Regions from separate parts of the Pan troglodytes genome. Here region 1 is linked to region 2. The links are chromatin contacts, called in public Hi-C maps. All regions are on one chromosome and are shown on one strand. The core of a region is the stretch at or near the end of the contact, and the rest is flanking DNA. Distances in the headings are between cores, read along the strand shown.

What was found. Hi-C and Micro-C count contacts between places; a contact is called where the count stands out from the background.
Region 1: a contact with region 2 is called in a Hi-C map of blood, with 15 times the contacts expected there. The contact joins the promoter of TEX48 here to the enhancer-like site in region 2. A contact is called at or near these places in 4 of 7 Hi-C or Micro-C datasets (blood, induced pluripotent stem cells and stem cell-derived neural progenitor cells) and 1 of 1 other capture datasets (stem cell-derived neural stem cells).

Annotation. Positions count from the first base shown.
Region 1 is chr11:23,768,111-23,774,605 of NHGRI_mPanTro3-v2.0_pri, forward strand. TEX48 (testis expressed 48) reads left to right here and starts at 3,894. Exons shown (of 5, transcript XM_054658388.2): 1 at 3,894-4,051.
Region 2 is chr11:23,534,485-23,540,504 of NHGRI_mPanTro3-v2.0_pri, forward strand. It overlaps TNFSF8 (TNF superfamily member 8), which reads left to right. Exons shown (of 4, transcript NM_001328322.1): 3 at 5,867-5,938. Among named protein-coding and RNA genes, the nearest start is that of TNFSF8, 22 kb to the left of the region's middle. Within about 2 kb of position 1,792, at least 3 of the 24 cell types and tissues checked have an H3K27ac peak or open chromatin away from gene starts, as enhancers often do.

The sequences.
Region 1 (6,495 bases), core at 2,644-5,143, 240 kb after region 2:
AGCTATACACATACACACACAAATGAGTACTTGAATAACGACTGAACTTTGAATAAGCTCTGTAGATTGGGCCAATGTTAATTTCCGATTTTGATCTTGTAATATAGTAAGGCAAGATGTTAACATTGGAGGAGGCTGGGGGATGGGTTCATGGGAACTGTCTGCAGAGAGAAAGTTACAAAGTTACCTCTTCGTTTCTCTCTGAAGAGAGAAAGTTACAAAGTTACCTCTTTGTTTCTCTCTGAAGAGAGAAAGTTACAAAGTTACCTCTGTAACTCTCTGTGCATTTGTAATTATTTCAAAATAAAGTTTTGGGCCAGACACAGTGGCTCAGCCTGTAATCCCACCACTTTGGGAGGCAGAGGTGGGAAGATTGCTTGCGCACAGGAGTTTGAGACTAGCCTAGGCAACATGGCAAGATCCCCTCTCCACAAAATTTAAAAATTAGCCTGGCGTGGTGGTGTGTGCCTGTGGTTCCAGCTACTCGGGAGGCTGAGGTGGGAGGATGGCTTGAGCCCAAGAGGTCAAGACTGCAGTGAGCCGAGTTCATGTCACTGCACTCTAGCCTGGGCAACAGACCGAGACTTTATTAAAAAACAAGGCTGGGCGCGGTGGCTCACGCCTGTAATCCCAGCACTTTAGGAGGCCGAGGCGGGCGGATCGCGAGGTCAGGAGTTCGCGACCATCCTGGCTAACACGGTGAAAGCCCGTCTTTACTAAAAAAAAAATACAAAAAAAAAAAAAAGAAAGAAAGAAATTAGCTGGGCGTGATGGCGGGCGCCTGTAGTCCCAGCCACTCGGGAGGCTGAGGCAGGAGAACAACGTTAACCCAGGAGGCAGAGCTTGCAGTGAGCGGAGATAGAGTCACTGCACTCCAGCCTGGGCGACTGAGTGGGAATCTGTCTCAAATAAATAAGTAAATAATAAAAATAAAAATAAACAAAATAAAACTTTTGAAAACCTAAATTGAATTCCCTGATTTCACATCCACAGGTGTGAAAGCTAATCCTTCACTCTCAACACCAGATAATAATAAGGAAAATTTATTGAGTGCTGCCTCTCTAGCAGGCACTACATTTACAGCTTTCCATGGCTGGTCTAATTTACTCCTCACACCAACTCTATTATTATTTCTATTTTAAAGTTAAGGAAACTGAGAATTAGAGGAGTTAATGGCTATGGCCAAGGTCATGCATTAAGTTACGAAGGCAAGCGTCCCACCCAGGTACTCGGACCCCAGAACTTACGCACTGTGAAATCACCAGAGTAAAAATCCACCCACTTGTCTTAGCCCAGTGCATCAGGTCAAGATTTCATTATTCCCTACCTGAACCAGAAATTAATACAGAAGCCTGTTGGCCCATCTCCCCTCCCAGACCCAAGGAGAAGAAAGTAATCACACCATACATGCTTGAATGGTAAACCACCCCAAACAGAAGGCAGTTTCTTTATGCAAAGATTTTAAGTATTTTCTCCAATTTGAATATATACACATTTAGTGCTATGGGTGAAATAGTCAAGCATCAACTTATAAGTAGTCAGTACCTGATATGTGTTTGCCAGAGCATATTATATAAAATACATTAATTTGGAAATACCTGTGTTGCTATCCATATTAGTCTGTTTTTACACTGCTATAAAGAAATACCCAAGACCAGGTAATTTATAAAGAAAAGAGGTTTAATTGACTCACAGTTCTGCATGACTTGGGAGGCCTCAGGAAACTTACAATCATGGCAGAAGGGGAAGCAGTCTCATCTTACCTGGCAGCAGGTGAAAGAGAAGAGAGCGGGAGCAACTGCCACGTATAAAACCATCAGATCTCGTGAGAACTCACTCACTATCAGGAGAACAGAATGGGGGAACCACCCCCATGAGTCAATGACCTCCCACCAGGTCCCTCCCCCGACGTGGGGATTACAATTTTGATTACAAATCCAGAGGAGATTTGGGTAGGGACACAGCCAAACTATATCACTATCCTCAATCTTTTGTTTTCTGAAACAATTTCATTCAAATGCTTCATACACATCTTTAACCTCATCTAGCACAGGTTTTCAGAATATATTATCTTCATTTCTAAGTTATTTTTTAAATAATGCTTTTGAATCTGTATATAAATAATGCTGTTCCTGAAAAGCTCATCCCAAGCTAAAAAGCATCCATTTGTATCACATCAATGAAATTTATGATTAAAAAAAAACCTCTATAAATCAGTAGTTCTTAATGCTGGCTGCGAATTAAAATCAACTGGGGAGCCGTAAAATCTATTGACACCTGGGCCCTTGCCCCCAAAATAGTGATTTTACTGACTGGGAGCAGGTGCTAGGAGTGGCATTTTCTAAAGCTCCTCCCATGATGCTAATATACAGCCTGATCTGAGAACCACCGCTTACCTGTATATAATGACCTGCACGATGGAATTCAGCAGTTCTTGATTATACTCAAGAATCACCTGGAAATTTTTGTAAACATACTGCTACCCAGTTTCCACACCCTACCAAAATTATAATTTATCTGGGGTTAGGCCCCAGGTATTCTTTGTTTTAAAAACACTTCAGGTGAATCTCACTTGCAGCCAAAATGGAGAACCTTCAATTACCATTTAAGAGTGTGGCTTTAATCATTCTGAGCAAACTATCGCAGGGACAGAAAACCAAACACCGCATGTTCTCACTCATAGGTGAGAATTGAACAATGAGAACACTTGGACACAGGGCGGGGAACATCACACCGGGGCCTGTCGTGGGGTGGGGGGAGAGGGGAGGGATAGCATTAGGAGATATAACAAATGTAAATGATGAGTTAATGGGTGCAGCACACCTACATGGCACATATATACATGTGTAACAAACCCGCACATTGTGCACATGTACCCTAGAACTTAAAGTATAATTAAAAAAAAAAAAAGAATGTGGCTTTACCTGTGAGCTTTCAAAGGCTGTTTAACTCACCATCAAATATTTATTAAAGGAATTCAGCACAGCTGTGGAGTCACATCACCCGCCCCAACCATATGAATGACCCCACAGCTGTGCTGAATTCCTTTGCTTTCTTCTGTTTCTATTGTATCCAGTGACCTCTCTATGCATCAAATGATAGCACTGATTGAGAATATGTTAATCCAATGTGGCTTCCCCATATGTGAATAGTACTTGGTTGTCCTAAATAAAGGAATGGAAAGAGTGACCCATAAGCTGAGAGATTTTGTCAGGACTCCAATACAAAGTGATTCCCTCTTTTCTGAAAAATAAATAGGGAAGAAAATGTCACTTTATTTTTGCGTATGTTATTAATAACTACCCTTTCTTAAAGTGCTTACTACATCTAGATACCATGTTAAATGTTTACCTGATTTCATTTAATACTTAAAAATGCAAACAGGACATATAATTATTATTATTCCTGGCCAGGCGAAGGCCACACCTATAATCCCAGCACTTTGGGAGGTCAAGGTGATGGGCTGGGGGGGGGGGGTCACTTGAAGTCAGGAGTTCGAGACCAGCATGGCCAACATGGTGAAACCCTTTCTCTACTAAAAATACAAAAATTAGCCGGACCTGATGGTGCATGCCTGTAGCCCCAGCTATTTGGGAGGCTGAGGCATGAGAATCACTTGAACCTGGGAAGCGGAGGCTGCAGTGAGCCAAGATTGCACCACTGTGCTCCAGCCTGGGTGACAGAGTGAGATTCTGTCTCAAAAAAGAAAAAAATTATTATTATTATTCCCATATTGCAGAGGGAGAACCTGAGCGTGAAGTCCCTTTGCCTAAGGTTACTACCCAGTGGGCGGACAGAGAGAGAATGGCACCCAGATCTACAGCGTCCAGTGTTGTACTGCCCCCTTCTGGCCATCCTCTAGGTGCTTCCCGAGGCCCCAGGACTTGTGCCCCAGTAAACAGTCTGGTGGACAGCATGGCATCGTGCTCAGCAGAACTTCTCCCTCCTCCTCGCTGTTGTGGTCCAGTCCAAACACCCCAGCCCCAACATTCCCTGGTTCCCCAGCTCTGTGACATCACAGACAGCCTGCTCTCTACTCTGCCAGCTGCTGGTGAGTGGAGCTCACAGTTTAAACCAAAGGGCGGGAGGTGATAGTTTTTCTGTACTAAAAGGCACAATGTCCCCACCACTCCTGGACGCCTATTCATTTTGCTCCAAGAAGCAATCCCCACCCTTCATTTGCTCTAACCTCACTGTTTCTCTCTCTCTCTGGGTCCCAGTCTCCACCTGTGCTGAATGACCTCCCCCACCCCCGCCCGCCGCGCCAGAAGCCTTCCTGTTTGACCTCATTGATCTTTCTTCTGATCAAAGTGCAATGGGGTCACTAGAGACCTGAAGTTCATACCCACTGGGGACAACTCAAGGGCCCTCTTCTTTGGTTTCTGCTTCCCTCTAGAGGGGGTCACTGGTAGTGCAAGAAGTGCCACACATCCCCTAGGCATCTCCCTACATATTCATCGCATCAGAAACTTCATCTGTATTTATTAAGCCTTTACGACACACCAGAAAGCTGTGCTAAGCACTTTCCATCATTATTTAATCCTCAGAACTACCTTCTATTGTAGATACTATTATTCTCATCCCCATTTTACAGGTCAGAAAACAGAGATTCAAAGAGGTCATAAATTCTAAATTTCCTAGCTAACAGTAGATCTCCAAGAATTATACCCCCAGAGAATGTGCTTGTAACTGATACACTGCTCTCCCTAAGAGCCTTTTCATTTCTGAAGAGGGTTCAAAAACTCAAAGCTCTCTGCTGTCAACACTTAGAGGAAAAAGTGGTTCTACTACCCTCTTTCTTGCAAAATTTTCTAGTAAAGATGTGGAGAGAGCATCAGCACGGGGTGTCAACAAACCTACGCTTCAGATCCCTGCTGATAATACGGACGATCTCCACGGTTTATTTTTAATTGAAAAAAATCAAGGTGCAAAACGTGGTGTATAGTAAGCTATCATTTGCATTAAAAAGAGAGAAAAAGAGAATTTGAATAACTACATTTTCTTGTATATCCATAAGCTGCTTTGGTGGAAGATGCCTGCATTCACTACATGAAACAAAAACTGAATTTATTTCTGGTTAAACAAGGGAGAACTGTGCTTGTATGGCAAAGTCTCTGAACAAAGCTCACGGCTGATGCATAAGGGGCTTTGGGAGGTGTTGAGTTCGTGGACTGGTGGTGTTTCAGAGGCAGCAGTGTTTAGGAATGGTAGACCTTTAGCTACGAAATGTACCTACTTGCATGTGTCTGTTAGAATGGTTACCAAGGGAGTTTCATTAATAGATTAAATGGGTGTCACACAGGTTCTGGGGATTCATTGTTACCGTGGTTACAGGGCAATCCATCGTCACCTAGGAATGTGGGAGCTTCTCTTTTTATTCTCATTATCTGCCTTCTGGTCTCCCTCAACTAAAGGTGCAGGAAAGACCCTCCAAGATTGTCCAGATCTTCACCACTGTCATTGGCTTTTCTTGAAAACACAGTTCCATTTTTCCATGTACAGAGATCTGGTTTTCATTTTGAGTATCAGTCTGCCTCATTTCTTCTCATTTTTTCTTTGAATCATTTGTTTCACCATTTGTCAAACCAGAGGCTACATAAAAGCATTCAGCTCTCTGGACAAGAGAACCTGAATGATGCAAGACAATGATAATTAAGGCCAGGCACAGTGGCTCACGCCTGTAATCCCAGCACGTTGGGAGGCCAAGGCTGGCAGATCACCTGAGGTCAGGAGTTCGAGACCAGCCTGACCCAACATGGAGAAACCCCATCTCCACTAAAAACTAAAATTAGCCGTGCGTGGTGGTGCATGCCTGTCATCCCAGCTACTCGGGAGGCTGAGGCAGGAGAATCATTTGAACCCAGGAGGCGGAGGTTGCAGTGACCCGAGATCGCACCATTGCACTCCAGCCCTGGCAAAAAGAGCAAAACTCCATCTCAAAAAAAAAAAAAAAGGACAATGACAATTAAAAGTATTTTCAAAAAGATCTGAAAGCCTCTCTGGAGTCATGCCCCATGATTTCCCTGGCATGACCATCTACCTTAGATAGCCAGGCTGCTTTTTCTTTGGGCTTAGCTATAGATTAACCTCACCTGTGATATTAATCCAGGTACAACAGGGAGTGTTAGCAATGGGGCAGACTCCCCTAATTAGCTAAAATAAAACCCGAAGGTTTCTGTGATCCATAATTACTCAAACTAAGGATTTTAAATTGGTCAGGTGTACCCTAGGATGTGGGCTATATGATTTGCTGTGTCAGTCAAGGTGAGGGAAAAAAAGGCACTTTAAATTGTTCAACTCAGAATCCTCAGAAGTTTGTTTCATCTACTAGTAGTTAAACCCCCAAGAAGGGTTTCATCCCTTCAGACTCTGTGTAAGAAGACATAGTCCACCGTGGGTGCTGGAGAATCATGCACTGGAATGGTCTAAGTATTCATCATGCAGAACAATTAGTCTTAATTATAGTTGGAATAGAAGAGTCTGATCTCCACATAA
Region 2 (6,020 bases), core at 542-3,041:
CCAAGGAAAGTAGGTGGGGCAGGGGGCGGGGGGAGGCAGGATTTAAATTATTTAAATGAATTCCAACTTGACCTTAATTTATATTTACTGATCACTTCCTATGTGCTCAGTCAGCTCTAAGTGTATTCATATGGGCATTCTCCAAATCCTTTGGAAATCAGGGTCACCTAGTGGTCCTTTGTTTAACAAATGGTCCATCCTGCAGTTTATCTCTCTATTACTAGTTGGCTTAGTGATATCAAGGAATTGGTCAAAAGCCTCAATTACTTTTGCATCAACCTAATAGTTGAAATGACCCTTGCTCAGGTTAAGGACTCACTTTGAATCCAAATTTTATCCAGAGGGGAGAGACTGTCCTCTAGATGTCACTGTTGGGACTCTCCTGGATATTCTCCCTGAAGCCTGGAATGAAGAAGCCAGGGCATGGCAGATGCAGAGTCATTAGGATAATCCCTTTCCTTCTTGGAAGGATTAAAACATTTTTCAACAAATGTAAAGAGGATTCGGCACACATTCCTGGAAGCATCAGATAGCCTTAAACACTTAGATACTTAATTGAGAGGCTCCCGTCCATCAAATAATGTCATGAGCTTCATTTTAATGAGCATTTCATCTGCCAATTCACTCTGCTAAGTGGCATTGCTAAACTGTGCCACTATAACAACAAAGAAAAGAGGAGTAAGGCAGAAAGAATCTACTTTACTGAGTGTCTCGTCTAGCCACAGGCCGCACTGATCACTTGACATCCACGGTCTCATTGCATCTTCATGACATCCATACATTTAGGTTGATTGTTTTAATTCTCACTTAATGGATGTGGCAGCTGAGGCTCAGTAAGGGGAAATGACAGATCCAGAGCTAAAAGCTCTGACCAGAATTCAGGTGCTCTTTTTGCGATGCATCGTGTCTTCCTTGTTCTTATATCAAAGGTGCTGTACATCTGGAAGGTACCTGGCACTCAAACCACATACCATCTGGCCGGGATGGTTGGCTTGGTTTGTTTTGCCATGGTAGAGCCGCCTTGAGCATATTTGCATCTTTATGTGCCCATGACTTGTAACTTGGCAGTGTTCAGCACATGGGCCTGAAGTCATCTGCTGGCATTCTCCCACAAGATGGAACCCAGGAGCTCATTAGTGCTTGTTTTCCCAGCACCTCCAGCTGTCTTGTCAGTTTTCAGTTCCAGTGTCTGTAGTGGCTGCAAACCCACTTCTTCCTGCATTTAACCCTTCCTATTCCACAGGAATACTGAAAGTCAGAGAAGAGCCCTGGATTAGGAGTCAGAAGCCCTGTGTTCTGAACCCAGCTCCACCATTTACCTACTGTGGAGTCTTGGGCCAGACCCTAGTGTCTCTGGGTAGTCTCGCCACTCCTAAAACTAGGATCTCTGTTAGCATGCCATTTAATGACCCTTTCTGTCTAATATTGTGAAATCTCAAGGTGAAAGCTAGTCTTAAGGTTTCCATAATCTTGACCTTCTAGAATATGCTCCTTTCACCACCTCGAGCAACCTCTCTTTCTATCCCTCTCCTCTGTGTGAAACTGGCCAGGAGGGTTTTGTTGGCACATCTTTCTCTTCAGCCTCTCAAACAAAACCACAGAAAGTCCCATGATCCTTCTAGAAGAGGCTAAAGCTTGGAAAGATGATTTACAAAGCTGATGCATCTGAAGGTTTTGGTCCTCAGGGAAGTTCAGGCAGTGCTAGGGTTGTCTGAAAGATAGACTGCCCTACAGAAAGAGTAAGGAGCCCTGGTCTCTGGTTCTGTCTTTCTCACTAACTCTCTGGATGACCTAGGACCAGCCTGCCATAGGGGCAACATTGAGGAGCACATGAGTTATGAGTTATGTGTTCACCAAGCCTGAACCAGGCCATCTCAGGGAACTTTCATTTCTCCAAACTATGCAAATCCTTACAGAACCAGACTATTCATAACTTAGATTGTCCTCAGAGCTAAAATGTTCTGTTCTACTACTGCAGGTGTCTGAAAACCTGAATGTGTGAAGACACAGTCTCCTACCTTGGGTAATGCAACATGCCCATAAAGATAGACAGGTGCAGCTGGGACTGACTCCCCACCCCAAACCTTCCCACCCCCACCACCAGCAGGTCTGGTAGGGGATGGCTGAGTCTATACAGCCTGCTGAAATAAGCTAGGTAGGCCCTTTAAGACAGATCATCAAATCCACACTGCTCTTCATCTATTATGTTGGTGCAGAAGTAATTGCAGTTTTTGTTATTGCTTTTAATGCCAAAACCACAATTACTTTTGCACAAACCTAATAGGGACACTAGAGCCCAGAGAGGAGAAATCCCAGGATTCTAACTCCCAGGTCATCAACTCATCCATGACTTGCAGACAGTTCTCATTTCCCCCACTCTGATGCTCTGTTCTTCAAACTAAACCTCTCCAGGCATCACTTTTTGCTCCCTCTGCTCCCAGCCTTCAGAATTCCAGGGACATTGCAGAATTTCAGCTGCATGTAATGCCACTATTTATAAGTCACGTTTTTCTGTCTTCATAACCAAAAAAGAAAGTTATATCATAGACTCACAGGGTGATGAGAAGACTCAGGCCACACGGCTGATGACCCATGAAATGTTCATCTAGCTCTTGATAAGAGCCTCTTGACCTCCAAAGCAGCCCACCTCTTTTTTGAGCAGCACTGACTGGTCAACTCTGTGAGCTGCCAGCACTGTGACTCACAGTGTGACTTAGGTGTTTTTAGTGTACGTCTTTCCATTGCTGCATCTGAGAAATGGGGATTAGAGCAGTGTTAGCTCTTAGCTGAGGGCTTCATCTCCTTCCTCTTCCACTTGGAGGTTTAGTGCTTGGGCCCCACGGTGTGCCGACAGCCTCATCAAGCATTAAAGGACAGAGGCTGTGCCCTTCTCTGGGGTCTTCTCCAAGTTTAACAGCCCATTCCCTCAATAGCTCCTCTGGTGTCCTGCTTTTAGCCCCTTTCTGAACCAGCTCTGGCAACATCATTCCTAAAAGGGCTGCCTGTGTTTTTCCCGTTAGCTAGAAACCATCTGAATGATTTTTAAAGAAAAACTAAAATATACCATGCCATTTGACTTCAGGAAATGCAAATGTTTCAAAATAAGGTGTTTTTTTTTTCCATCCTCGGGTTTCTCAGAATTACAACTGAGGTCAACCCAAAGGGGAAAAAACAACAAAAGAACCAGAACGTGTGAGAGGCAAGCCTGGGCTTGCACTTCTCCAGCCACCTGTTTACAGAGGCTCACCTGCCATAAGGGGTAAGGAGAACAGTGTGAGGGGGCTTTCGGCCAATGAGCAGAGCCTGTTCTTGATGTTTTGTGCTGGCCTCAGCCTAAGGCATGAATCTTATCTTCCCATCTAATCTAGCCTGACCTGCAAAGCCAGTGGGAGAATGAGGCCCTGTGTTATTCTAGCCCTCAGGCAAAAGGCAAGCCAAGCGTCCTGATTCACCTCACTGTTGTCCTAAGTACTTACTCTGTATCCACAGAGGGAAACAAGAAAGATGAACTAGGTGATTCAATTCAACAAATATTTACAGAGCATCTGCTAGACTGGGCAGTGGGGGTTTATAAACAGGAGTCTCTGCCCTGAGGGTTCACTGTCTGATAGAATGGGCAAATAGGCAAAGGAAGTATCCTGGAGGAGCTGACTGCTAGGCTGTGTTTCAAACAAGGAAAAACTTGCCTGGTGAAGGAGGCAGTCCAGGTAGAGAGCCCAGCAAGTGCCAAGGTGTAATGATAAATCAACATTCCTAAATGGTATGTTTAGGGGGACTGCAAAGCCCCAAACTCCAGGACAGCAGTCAGGAATCCATTCGGGCAGCGGTCAGGCAGCCTGAGTTTAGATCTCTACTCCACCCCTGACTACCTGTGTGAATGTGAACAAGTCAGTTAACCTTTAAAAGGGTCCATTTCCTTATGTACAAGATAGACTTAATTATGGTACCTCTCTCATCGTGTTATTGTGAGAATTAAATGAAATAATGCATGTAGCATACTTAGCAGAGTACCTGGAAAATGGCTATCACTCAACATGTATTAGTTATGATCATTCATATTATTATCACTGTTCCTCCTCGTTATTATTACTATTGGAACATAAAGGGAAAGGGGAGGAGGGAAGGGGAGGGGTGAGACCAGAGAGTTCAGTAGGAGTCAGAACAATGGGGACCATGAAAGCCATGCTGAGGAGCTTGGGCCTGATCCTGCAGGCGAAAGGAGTCAGAAAGGGCTTCCATGCAAACAGACAGCCAGGTCTGTCTCCGTGGCTTGATGTTCTGCAGCTTAGAGTAGGAGGCTAGGCCAGGAGGACTCTCTAACCATAGTCACAGTCCATTAGGAGCATAAGCAGCCATTAGTGTTGGGGTTCTGACTACAAACCCCAAGAGTGTGGGCTGTGGGCTGCAACAGGCAGGACCAGAGCACTGATCAGAGGATGCATGAGGATGAAACCAAGGGAATGACAGCTGACCCACTGGCCCTCACCACCAAGAGAGCTTTGGACCAAGAAGCTCTATGTGGATGCAGCAGATAAGGAGGAAAACTGCCCCTGCTTCTGCCCGGAGTGCCTCTCGCAGTGAGCTTGTTCAGACAGCAGAGGGAACTCTTCATTTAACTTTCAACCACTCCAAAGCCCCCATGAAGCTATGAGGATGGCCAGGAGGGACTTTCTCAGGGCTGGGCAGAGATTGCAATGGGAAAGGTTGTGAGCCCAGCAGGTACTACTCGGCAATGCAGTGAGCAAACATCCCAGGGTGTGGCTGCTCCATTGAATGGGCCTTTGGCTGCCTACTGTCTGATGGATGGACTACATGGTCATCTCTGGTGACATCTTTGAGAAGATGTCCATGTCAGGTCAAAGATTGTCCAGTTTTACACATGGGGAAACCAAGGATCAAAGAAGAGATTAGCTCTGAATAAGTTGAATTCAAGTGTCATTGCAGGAAATGTATAACTTGAATCTTTGCATACAAAATATTAAGTAGTTACTGTAATAAAAAAACGCTAAGCCACCATCACTAGTGAATATATGAAAAATATTTTTATTTCTTAAATACCATAATAACATAATATTATGTTTGCCTCTGCCAAGGAAGCTCCAAATAGCAGGACTTCTGCTAAGATTTCTTTAACCCCGTGTCCTCTTAAAATTGAACACCAAGATGTTTTTATCTTCGTTGTCTAGCAAAATAGCCTAGAACAGGAAACCTGGCCTCTGGAATTAGCCATGGGCAATTCCAGCATTTACACAAACTTGTCTGAACTTAGGCGATGGTATTGACCACCTCTAGGCATCAAAGTTAACCCTGCAGGATTAGTCTGAGAACTAGATTAGCTGATATATTACCCAGCTGTAAAAGTACCCAGACTAGTTTCTGGTGTGTGGTAGATAAGTTGACAGTATTTACTATCAGTATTATCATTCTCACTACCACTGCCTGGCAAGGCACCACGAAACAATGTATTTCACCTGCGTGGCCCCCAGATTTTTTTCCCATCTGTAAAAGGGGCTTAATAATACCCCTCTCACAGAGTTGCTGCAAAGATTAAGGAGATGAAATACGTATAGTGCCAAAAAATGGCCCCTGACACATTACAGGAATGGATGTCATATTTGTTTCCTTCCCTGATTTCCACAGTCTTCCATAAAAGTCCAAGTGGAAGCAATCAATAAAAATAAATTTAAAAAATTAAAATCCTAAAATACCTGATGGCAAAATGAGAAATAAAGAGCTTTTCTCCTTATTCTGAAAATGGAAAACAGAATGGTAATTGTCTCCATCAAAGTGTTGTAGAAAAAGATCAGATATTTCCAGATCCCAAAACGGCAAAAGACATTTTAATGCATCGTCTCCTTATTTTTAGGAAATTGCTCAGAAGACCTTTTATGTATCCTGAAAAGGGCTCCATTCAAGAAGTCATGGGCCTACCTCCAAGGTCAGTAACCAAGCCCAGGAAACCTAAACATATGAAAACCGCTTCTGTGGCTTTTCAGCAACTTTTAAGCCAGAAGTCACAA